Regions from separate parts of the Mus musculus genome. Here region 1 is linked to region 2. The links are chromatin contacts, called in public Hi-C maps. All regions are on one chromosome and are shown on one strand. Each heading gives the region's core, a stretch centred on a gene start, on an enhancer-like site or on the middle of the called end of the contact. The rest is flanking DNA. Distances are from core to core; before and after follow the strand shown. Region 1 has its middle 14 kb from the start of Gm46406. Region 2 overlaps 2610307P16Rik (RIKEN cDNA 2610307P16 gene).

Region 1 (4,805 bases), core at 1,845-4,344, 300 kb after region 2:
GCTAGAGGTTAGAATTAACCTCTAAGGTACAGTCAATGCTTTATTAGTTTATATTTCTAGTGTTTCCTTTCAGAAAAGTCATATTGAAACCACAGTTCTATGGTGTTCCCCTACCTCTCTCTTTTGGTTTTAGTTGAGACAGGGTTTCTCTGTGTAGCCCTAGCTGTTTTGGAACTCACTCTATAGAAAATCAGGCTACCCTCAAGATCTACTGCCTCCTTAGTGCTAGGATCAAAGGTGTGCATCACCACACCTGGCTAAGATATTCCTCTCTTACACAAAGACTTCTTCCTCTACTCACCAATCTAACCTTGTGAATGATGAGGAGAAGGAAATTAGAGCAAATGCTTGAATTCTCGCCTGTTTGTACATTTTAATAATATTATAAACATATGCATCTAGGGCATAGAAGGTATATTCAGGCATGGATTGAGGACTTCAGGGACATTTTTTTCTTTCCTGATTAGACACAAAGATGGAGAGCACAGACAAGAGGAAAACTGTTCCTCTCCACCCCACCCCACCCCCATCATGCTTGGCTGCTTTGTGACAATACAGTGGCAGAGGTGATAGAGCTCTCATTGCATCTTGATAAGGGTGGAAATGGAAGAAGGGAAGAGACTGGGTCTCCAAGACACTGAAGGGCTGCTCAGGCAACTAGAAACCACACAGTTGGCTTCTTGTAGCTACAGTAGTGATACTTATAATAAAATCCACATTTAGCATTGAGTACTGGCTTTATGTACCTCACACACATACATACATGCACACTTATGCATATGCACACATATATATGCTTACAAGCATGCATATATATGCATACATACACACATACACACATACAAACACACAGAGACATAAAGCATGCACATATACAAACACACATAGACATAAAATATGCACATATATGCACACAAGCATACATATATACAAACACATAGATGTGCATACACATATATTCATACAACCGGAGATTTAAATTCATTTTAAAGTAAGTAAGTTTCTCTTATGAAGTGAAAGGTGAGTGTTTCTTGTGGGTTTAAATGCTTGTCTGGAAAAGGATTCTTCCGTAGAACAGACAGGATGAGAAACTCAGGAAGCAGGTGGGAGGGAGATCCTGGAATCTTCATTATCCCACCAAGGAAGGCAAAGGCAAGTGGAGTCCTGCTCACTCTGCCTGGGGTTGGGAAGCAGATTTCAGATCGTTGGAGCCCAATGAGAGGAGCAGAGCCGGGAAAATCAGACACAGGAGATCAGAGGACTCTCCCACCAGCATCCCTGGGGGACTGAATTATGCCTGGAGCCAGGTGCAGGCCTGTAATTCCAGCCCTCTGAAAACAGAAGCAGGGATACTATGAGGAGTTCAAGACTGGCTTGGGATAGAGTGAAACACTGTATCAAAAACAAACAAACCAACAAGCAACGCCCCCTCCCCCAACAAAAACCAGAACCAAAAATATCCAAACAAAACCAAAACAACAGAGCCAGCCTAGAGAAGGAACCATGGAGACTAGTCAAAGGAATCTGAGGGAGAAGCCTTGTCCTACATAGTGAGGTTTTTAAAAGGCTGAAACTGTAAACAAAACACAGGGACCCAGAAAGGATGGGGAGGAAGGTTACACAACCTGAACCTGATTTGGAGCCACGTGCTTGGGGAAGGGGCGGGACTTTAAAGCATGCCCCAGGGGCAAAGAGTAAAGAAGCAGTGACAGACCTGCCCAGGCTTAGTTTAGGAAAAAGCAGAACAGCTCTGTCCTTGTGTTTGCCCAGTTTCAACAGTTCAGGAAAGGAACCTGAAGGTGCGAGCTGAGAAGTGGCCCCGAGTCTGCCCAACTTTGACTCTGAGTCCCTGTAGGACTGTGTCCTAGTGAGCAGACAGACTGACTCAGACAGAAGGACAGATTACAGGGCTCCTCAGTAAATTCCATAAATATTCGAGATTTTCATCCTACGCTGTGGTCACTGAAAATGTAAGTCTGAAATAGCATGGAGAACGACCATGCTCAGTGAAACTGTGTCTTGTTTTCAAATGGGCCTTCTCAAGCCGAGGCAAATGTCAAGTTTAATAAACCAACGCATAGATTCTCATGGCAGTCTCTATTCCAACGCATAGATTCTCATGGCAGTCTCTATTCCAACGCATAGATTCTCATGGCAGTCTCTATTTCTACTTTGAAACTCAAGATCTGCAGATTCTTCAGACATGCTATGTGTGTGTGTGTGTGTGTGTGTGTATCTGTGTGTATGCATGGTGTGTGTGTGTGTGTATGTGTGTGTGTGTGTGTGTGTGTGAGTGTCTGTGCATCTGTGTTTGTGTGTACATGGTGTAAGTGTATCCATGTGTGTAAATATTTGTATGTGTAAGTGTGTGTGTTCTAGGAGTGGCGCTGGGGATCGAACTCCGGACCTCATGCTTGCTGACAAGCACGTGTGAGACAAGAGTTGGACCAGTCCGTGGATATTGTTCCTCTCAACCTGTCTCCTTGCTTAGGATGTCAGGCTATGGTCAGCCTCTTGGTGGCCTTTCCCTCTTGACCCCAGCTGCTCCTGATCCCATACCCTCCGCCCACAAAACAGGAAGGAAACAGGAATTGGCTGCTCATCAATGGCCTCTCCCCCATTGTCCAGCAGGAAAATTGCCCAGTCACACACACCCTGCCTCCCTCCCTGCTTACACACCCCAGACTTGCCCTAGGTCATCTCTTGGCTACTCAGACACTCCTGGAAGGCCAGAGTCTGAGAAAAAGAACTTGCCCCTTTCTGTCACAGGGGTGAGAAGGACACAGACTAGCCTCTGTCACAGGATTTTACCTTTGTAGTTCCTCCAGTACCAACCACCTATATTTCCAAAGGTGCATTTCAGAACTTATCCCTGAATATCATTCCCACCCCCAGGTGCATTCTCAGGAGGAAAGACTGGCCAGAGGTTCCCCATTGACCCCACCCCCAAATGCTCCAGAACAGGACACTGTCAATCTCTCCTAACAAACAAGAACAACAACAACAAAACCAAAACAACAACAACAACAAGCTGTTTGAGGCCTGAGCAGGCCGGTTCTCATGACTGCCTTGGTGACTCATTCTTTTGTCCCTTGTGTTTCAGAATTTCTTTCTCAGAAATCCCCTTGATGTCATCCCTGTTTTCTTCCGCTTCCATTAGGCAGATCAAATGTCTTTTAAATATCAGCTTCCAACTGGGCCAAAACACCCGAAGGAACAGGAACAGTAGGAGGGGGAGGGACTGAGGTGTGTGTGTGTGTGTGTGTGTGTGTGTGTGTCTGTGTGTCTGTGTGTGTGTGTGTGTGTGATGTGTATGAGGAAAATCACAATTTGCATCTTAACTTTACTCAACTTACAAACATAAAGTAAAAACTGCACCATCACCTTCCTGCTAATTGCAGGACTCTCTTTTTGAGCCCTCAACTCCTCCTCCACCTCCCTCCTCTCTACAAGCCAATTAAAAAAAAAAAAGGAGGGGGGGGTGTGGTGGGGGGGTGTGGTGGTGGTGGGGGTGGTGGTAGGGGTGGTGGTGGTGGTGGTGGAGGTGGTGGGTGGGATAAAGACATCCAACTACTGAGAAACAAAGCTGATAGAGAGGGGTCAAAGATGAAGACCTCTCTCTACATCAGGGGACAAGAAAGCAAGGACAACATTCTTTTCTGTTCCCTAACTTTAAAGGATCCGCACGGTTCTTTCCCCTTCTCTCCTTGTGCACAGGACTGGCCTAACCAGCTGCCCAACCAGCTGTCATCTTTTACATAGATAAGAGGACCCCAAACACAAGGTGAACCTTTCTCCCTGCTAGTGTGTCAATGAAATGGAGCTGAGCTGGACCAATGATTGTGCACTGCTGAAGCAAGAGGATCAGAGTCATCCTGTGCCAGCCAAAACCACTTTCGAAAGTTGAGTTCCACAAACATTAGGTAGGGATGCTGGGGCCTTTATACCCACAAAAGTGATCCACAGAATAGAGGACGAATAGATCTAAGCATGACCAACTTCCAAGAAGATTTTGCGACTTTAGAAAGACGTGGGGGTTGTGAGACACATATGGATTGTGTAGTTGTTTTTTGGGGTTTTTTTTTTGGTGTTTTTTTTTTAAGTTATCATATCTTATTTATTTATTTGTGTGAGTATGCTTGTGCCTGGGGTTGAGGGGGGGGGGGAGGTTCTACACACATGCCACAGTCCACATGTAGAAATCAGAAGACAACTTTGGAGTGTCACGTCTCTTCCTCTGCCACGTGGTTCCAAGGATCCAACACAAGTCATTTGGCTTGGGAGCAAGTCCCTTTATATGCATGGAGCCACCTCATCTATTCTGATTAGTAATTTGCTAGTTTATTTATTTTGAGACATTATTTCCTATATCCAAGTTGGCCTTGAACTCACTGAGTATCCAAGGGTGATCTTGAACTTGGTACTCTTGATTCTACCACTGGAATGCTGAGACGACAGCTGTGCACAGCCCTGCATAGACTTTACATGGCACTGGGATTGAACCTAAGGCTTTGTGCGTGGTAGACAAGTACTTTGCCAGCTGAGCCTTAATGTCAGCAAGAGGCTCATTGCTGAATGATGAAGCTTGTGGTCTTCAACATCCCTTCTCAAGAACTTAGAGGACTCAGCTGGAAGGTTGCCTGACCCTCTGTCCCCAGGGAAAGCACTGGCAAACCTGGCTGGGAAGTTATCTGAAGAGACGCTTTAAGCTCTCAGTAGTTCACTGAGTGCCAGTTACCACCGGGCACAACGCCATGTTTCCATGCTGCCCCTGGTTTGTATTCATGAAGGAGGTCACATTCTCC
Region 2 (4,713 bases), core at 1,499-3,998:
AGACCAGACAGCCAAGATGCTGCAGAGATTCTCTCTACATGTCCAGTGCTAGCAGTGTGTGTGTGTGTGTGTGTGTGTGTGTGTGTGTGTGAGACGAATACTGGAAATTCAAACTCAGGACCTCAAGTTTATACAGTGAGCATTTAAGTAGGCCAGCATCCAGCATCCTGACCACAGTTTTTAATTGTATTTGTGTGTGTGTGTGTGTGTGTGTGTGTGTGTGTGTGTATACGTACTTTGGCACACATGTTTCATGGTGTGTGTGAAGGTCAAAGGACAATTTATGGGGGTCAATTTCTTTCCTTTCTTCTGGATCTTGGGATCACACTCAGGTCTTCTGTCTTAGTGGGAAGTCCTAGACCTGCTAAGCCCAGACTACAATTTTAAAAGAACATATCTAAGACAAAAGGCCTCTGGCAAATAATTTTGATAATACTTTATTACCACGTATCAACTTATATTACCTGATAACGATAATTTAGTAATTAAGAGGTAGACCTTTGATCTTTCTCTTAATACATAAAAATATTAAATGAGTTAATACATAAACAGAGACTTAGATCGTCAAAGCATCTTCAACAGGTTAATCTTCATCCTTCTACAAACCACACACCTCAAGATCCAGCATGCCTAGAGCACTAGCTACTCTTACAGTGCTGGGACAGAGCAACCGAGGAGAGGAAAAACTTCTTTGGGGCTCACGGTTTCACAGTGCAGGTACATCATGGAGAAAAGGCATGGCACACAGCCCAACCTGGGACAGTGCGTGCAGAGGGGTTGCAGTGGCTGTTCTCATCACATAAGACCAAAAGGAGGAACAGAACCAGAGGCAGATGCAGCCTTCAAAGGTTCATCCCAAGTGAATTACTTATGCCAAATAGGCCCTACAGCCTAAGAGTCCCTCAGTCTCAAATATCAATGCCATTAGCTGATCCAATGCTGTTGGATCCAACAGGCATCTAAGGCACAAACATGGTGGGAATACTTGAGATTCAAACCACAAAACCCAGCCACTAGGCATTCTCTGACTGCTGCTGTTTACACAACTGCAATGCCCTTCATCCAATGCATTTAACAAATGTTTATCTGGAAGGGGAAAAAAAAAAGGTTGAACAAAGAGAGGCGGGCTCTGTCTGTTGAAAAAGCACATTATGCAAATAAGCATGCAAATAGGGAAAATGTATCGCTGCTAATGGCAGGAAGGAGAAGCACCTGGTGAGTGAGGCAGGGGACTTGATCTTGAGCCTGAGAAGACAGGCTCTCCTGAGGAAGAAGCAACACAGCATCTGGTTTCTGTCAGGTCGAACCAGGTTTAAAAAAAAAAAAAAAAGTTTTCCAAGCAGGTGGATTAGGAGCAGCAAAGGTAAGCCAGTCGGATGACAGGACAGGACAGGACAACTGAAGCCAGTAGGAACAAGATGGAAGTGGCTCAGTGAGGACCCGCTCACACACAAGGCTGAGAGCCTGACTTCCCACTCCCAGAACCAGAAGAAAGTGGGCCATGGTCGTGTGGGCTTATAATCCCAGAGCTCCTGGCAGACAGAGTTGGGAGAATCCTGGAAGTGGGTGGGCCAGCTAGTGTGGTCTATGCAGCTGCAGGAAACCAGAACAGATCCTGCCTCAAACAGGGTGGAAGATGAAAACCAACACCAGAGGTTATCTTCTGGCTTCCGTACCCACTGTGGTGCACGCAAGTGCACACACACACCATAGATTTGACAACTTGAACATGTGCAAAGGTCCTGGGGTACTACAAAGTTAATAAGAGAATCCTAAGGAAGCCCATTTCTCTGTTTACAGAATTCTCCCTCCTCGCATATTTCTCAAATGTGGCATCCTCTGAGGAGCTACTGTTTCCCCCTCCCCAACTCCAATGTAAACTGATAGCCCTCATACCATTAGGACATTTCTTCCCCACGTCTGTTAGCACTTAACTCACTCGAAGACAATTATCTGTTTATACATCTGCCTCCCTCACCAGCAGGAGGGACACAACAAGCATCTTTCTAACTCTTGGTACGCGGTGCTAAGCAGGTTTACAACACTTGTGTATGAGTGAATGGATCTGGACAATCCGACCGTGCTCCCCACTCCACCCCCGCCCCCTGCACACCATGGCTAATCATTCTGCCTCACAAATGTACTTCTCTACTTTGAGAGTTGACTACCTTTTTTTTTGGGGGGGGGAGGGGGGGGATAAAGACTCAACTGTGCAGTAATAACTCAGTTAGAAAGCCCTTTCTCTGGCTGCCCTTAATGAATCATAAGGTGTTATTTACCACAGCCTCGGAACCATCTGCACAGACATTGTTAACACAATGTAATTCGTTTTATAAATATCACACAATTATCTAATTTTTTAAAGGCTCTGGCTGCTTTGAAAGGTGTTATTTTGGAAACAAGTCCTGGCCCATCCCAGGGAAATTCCCAAACCAGGATTGTAATTGCTAAGTATATCCACAGAAGCCCTGAGAGGCCGGACAGGAAGTATAAATCCCTGAGCTGTTGTGGACATTTCTGAGTGCTGCCAACACAACAGGAGAGGGATCACACGCACCCCTGTCCCACGTGTGGTCACCTGCCCTGTGTGCACTCGGATAATGATTCCAGAACACCACAAAGCCCAAAGTCGGTTTCCCTCCCTATTGTCAGCAGTCCCTCCCCTGCAGCTCCAGGACACTTGCCAGCCTGTGTGTGTCCCACAGTTGCAAGGATTAGGAACAGGGACATGCCTGTCCACTGGCCATTTCTGCTGAGACTTCCAAATGGAACAAGCTGTCTGTGGGTTTTCCTTACAGGGTGCCAGCAACCCCAGCCCTGACACTCCTCCCACCTCCCAGAGTAAACCCTCCCTTCTGGGACAGGAAAAACAATACAATCAAGATTAGGGTATTCCTGGAGCAACCCGACTCTCCAGCTCTCTGGCTATTTGATACAGGGCTGTTAGACAAGGCCCTGCCCCTCCTCAGTCTATCTTTACCTGCCATCTTTAGAGGATTACTGGGGAAGGGCTGGCAGTGGTCTGTAGTAATTTAACCCAGGCCTCCTGGAGCTGTTTATGAACAGATGTGAGCTAACATTCCCATACAGCCAGGCAGAGTCCTGGATTCCTGAGCAAAAGCAGTGTCCCTGAACAGTGTGCTGAGCCCCACTTTGTCTATCTACTGCAGTGGGGCAGGATGTGGGCGGCCTGGGAAAAGAGCCCTCATCAGCACAGTTCTGAGGCTGCCCTTTAATGCATGTCTGTCTGTCTGTCTGTCTGTCTGTCTGTCTGTCTCTGTGTCGGGGGGGGGGGGTGTAGGTGGAGGGAGAGGGAGGCGGAGAGAGAATCTGGCACACATGAGAGTTGGTACTTCATTACAGACTTCCTGTCTTTATCTCTAATAACTATAAAATCCCTTGGGAAGAAAGAAAGGGTGCTATGAAGTGCCACAGGAAGGGGTAGACACCACCAAGGAAAGGAAGGCAGGGCCAGGAAACAAGAAAGCCTGAGAAGGGGGGATGGGGGATGGTGAACAACTGCTCTGGGAGGGACAAACCCTGCACTGGCCTGACCTTCAGGGGAAGCTGCCTACCTGCCTGGTGTTTCCACTGGCCAACAATCCAGAGCTTAGGAGAGCACCCTGGACTGGGGGAGGTCAGACCGTGTTGGCTGGGGCCCACCCACCAGTCACCATTTGCTGGACTATAACCCACAGACCATCTTCAGAGGCTTCAAACACCCCACCTAGGGAAAAACACACCACTAGTGTAGAGTCTGTTACTGCTAAAAAAAACAAAAACAAAAACAAAAACAAAAAGCCCTTAGATTCCCTAGATTGGGTACTTTGCAAACAATGAAATTGGTTTCTTACATTTCTGGAGGCAAGTCCTAAATCAAAGAGCCACTGGACAGATGCCTCGTTGGGCTCGTGTTCCACAGATGGAACCTTCAACTTCACCCTGACCAGAGCTCATGTTCCATAGGACCAGGCACCCAGTAAGACAAAACAATGCCTCATTAGCAATGTGGGGTGCTCGACTGTGCACCCACCCAGCAGACATGAACTCCAGCAAAGGGCTGGGAGTCAGACTGCCACACCCTGTTCTGTACAGGGCAGGTATCAGGAACATTGTACACTGACAATTCCCCTTCCTCAGACAAGAGGCAGGAGAGAGAGCTCAGCTGGTCAAGTGCATTGCTATATAAGAACGAGAAGCTGAGTTTGAGCTCCAGCAACCACAGTGGGAAGAAAAGCCAGGCACTATGGGTATTCTAATCGCAGGACTGCAGAAGTAGGGACCAGAGACTCCATGGAACCTGCTGGCCAGCCAGCCTAGGGGAATCATTGAGTTCCAGGTCCTATGCGAGACTCTATCTCAAAATGTAAGATACGAAGCAATTGAAGAAGACATTCACTATCAACCTTTGATATATACACACACACAAAGACACACACCATAGACTAACACTAAGGGGCAAGGGGCTAAACTATTAGTTTCTAAAAGAAAGTTCATGCATTATATTATAACATATCTTAAAATCTAGAGTAGGGCACACTGCTGTAATTCCATTACTGGTAGAATGAGGCAGGAGGACTTCATGAGTTCATGGCTAGCCTGGGTTTTACAGTGAAACCCTGTCTTTGAAAAAAAAAGAAGGAGGAGGAAGAGGAGGAGGAGGAGGAGGAGGAGGAGGAGGAGGAGGAGGAGAAGAAGAAGAAGAAGAAGAAG

Evidence for each region. Hi-C and Micro-C count contacts between places; a contact is called where the count stands out from the background.
Region 1: a contact with region 2 is called in a Hi-C map of uterus, with 3 times the contacts expected there. The contact joins two enhancer-like sites. A contact is called at or near these places in 6 of 484 Hi-C or Micro-C datasets (the AML12 cell line, myocytes, nephron progenitors and 3 more) and 5 of 115 datasets of contacts at active chromatin or transcription factors (craniofacial prominence, embryonic basal ganglia, embryonic forebrain and 2 more).

Annotation. Positions count from the first base shown.
Region 1 is chr13:28,928,852-28,933,656 of GRCm38.p6, forward strand. No RefSeq gene overlaps it. Among named protein-coding and RNA genes, the nearest start is that of Gm46406, 14 kb to the right of the region's middle. Within about 2 kb of position 3,095, at least 71 of the 459 cell types and tissues checked have an H3K27ac peak or open chromatin away from gene starts, as enhancers often do. A contact at or near this core is called in nephron progenitors and uterus, where this site is marked.
Region 2 is chr13:28,627,008-28,631,720 of GRCm38.p6, forward strand. All of the region lies in intron 5 of 2610307P16Rik (RIKEN cDNA 2610307P16 gene), which reads right to left. Among named protein-coding and RNA genes, the nearest start is that of Mir6368, 82 kb to the right of the region's middle. Within about 2 kb of position 2,749, at least 122 of the 459 cell types and tissues checked have an H3K27ac peak or open chromatin away from gene starts, as enhancers often do. A contact at or near this core is called in nephron progenitors and uterus, where this site is marked.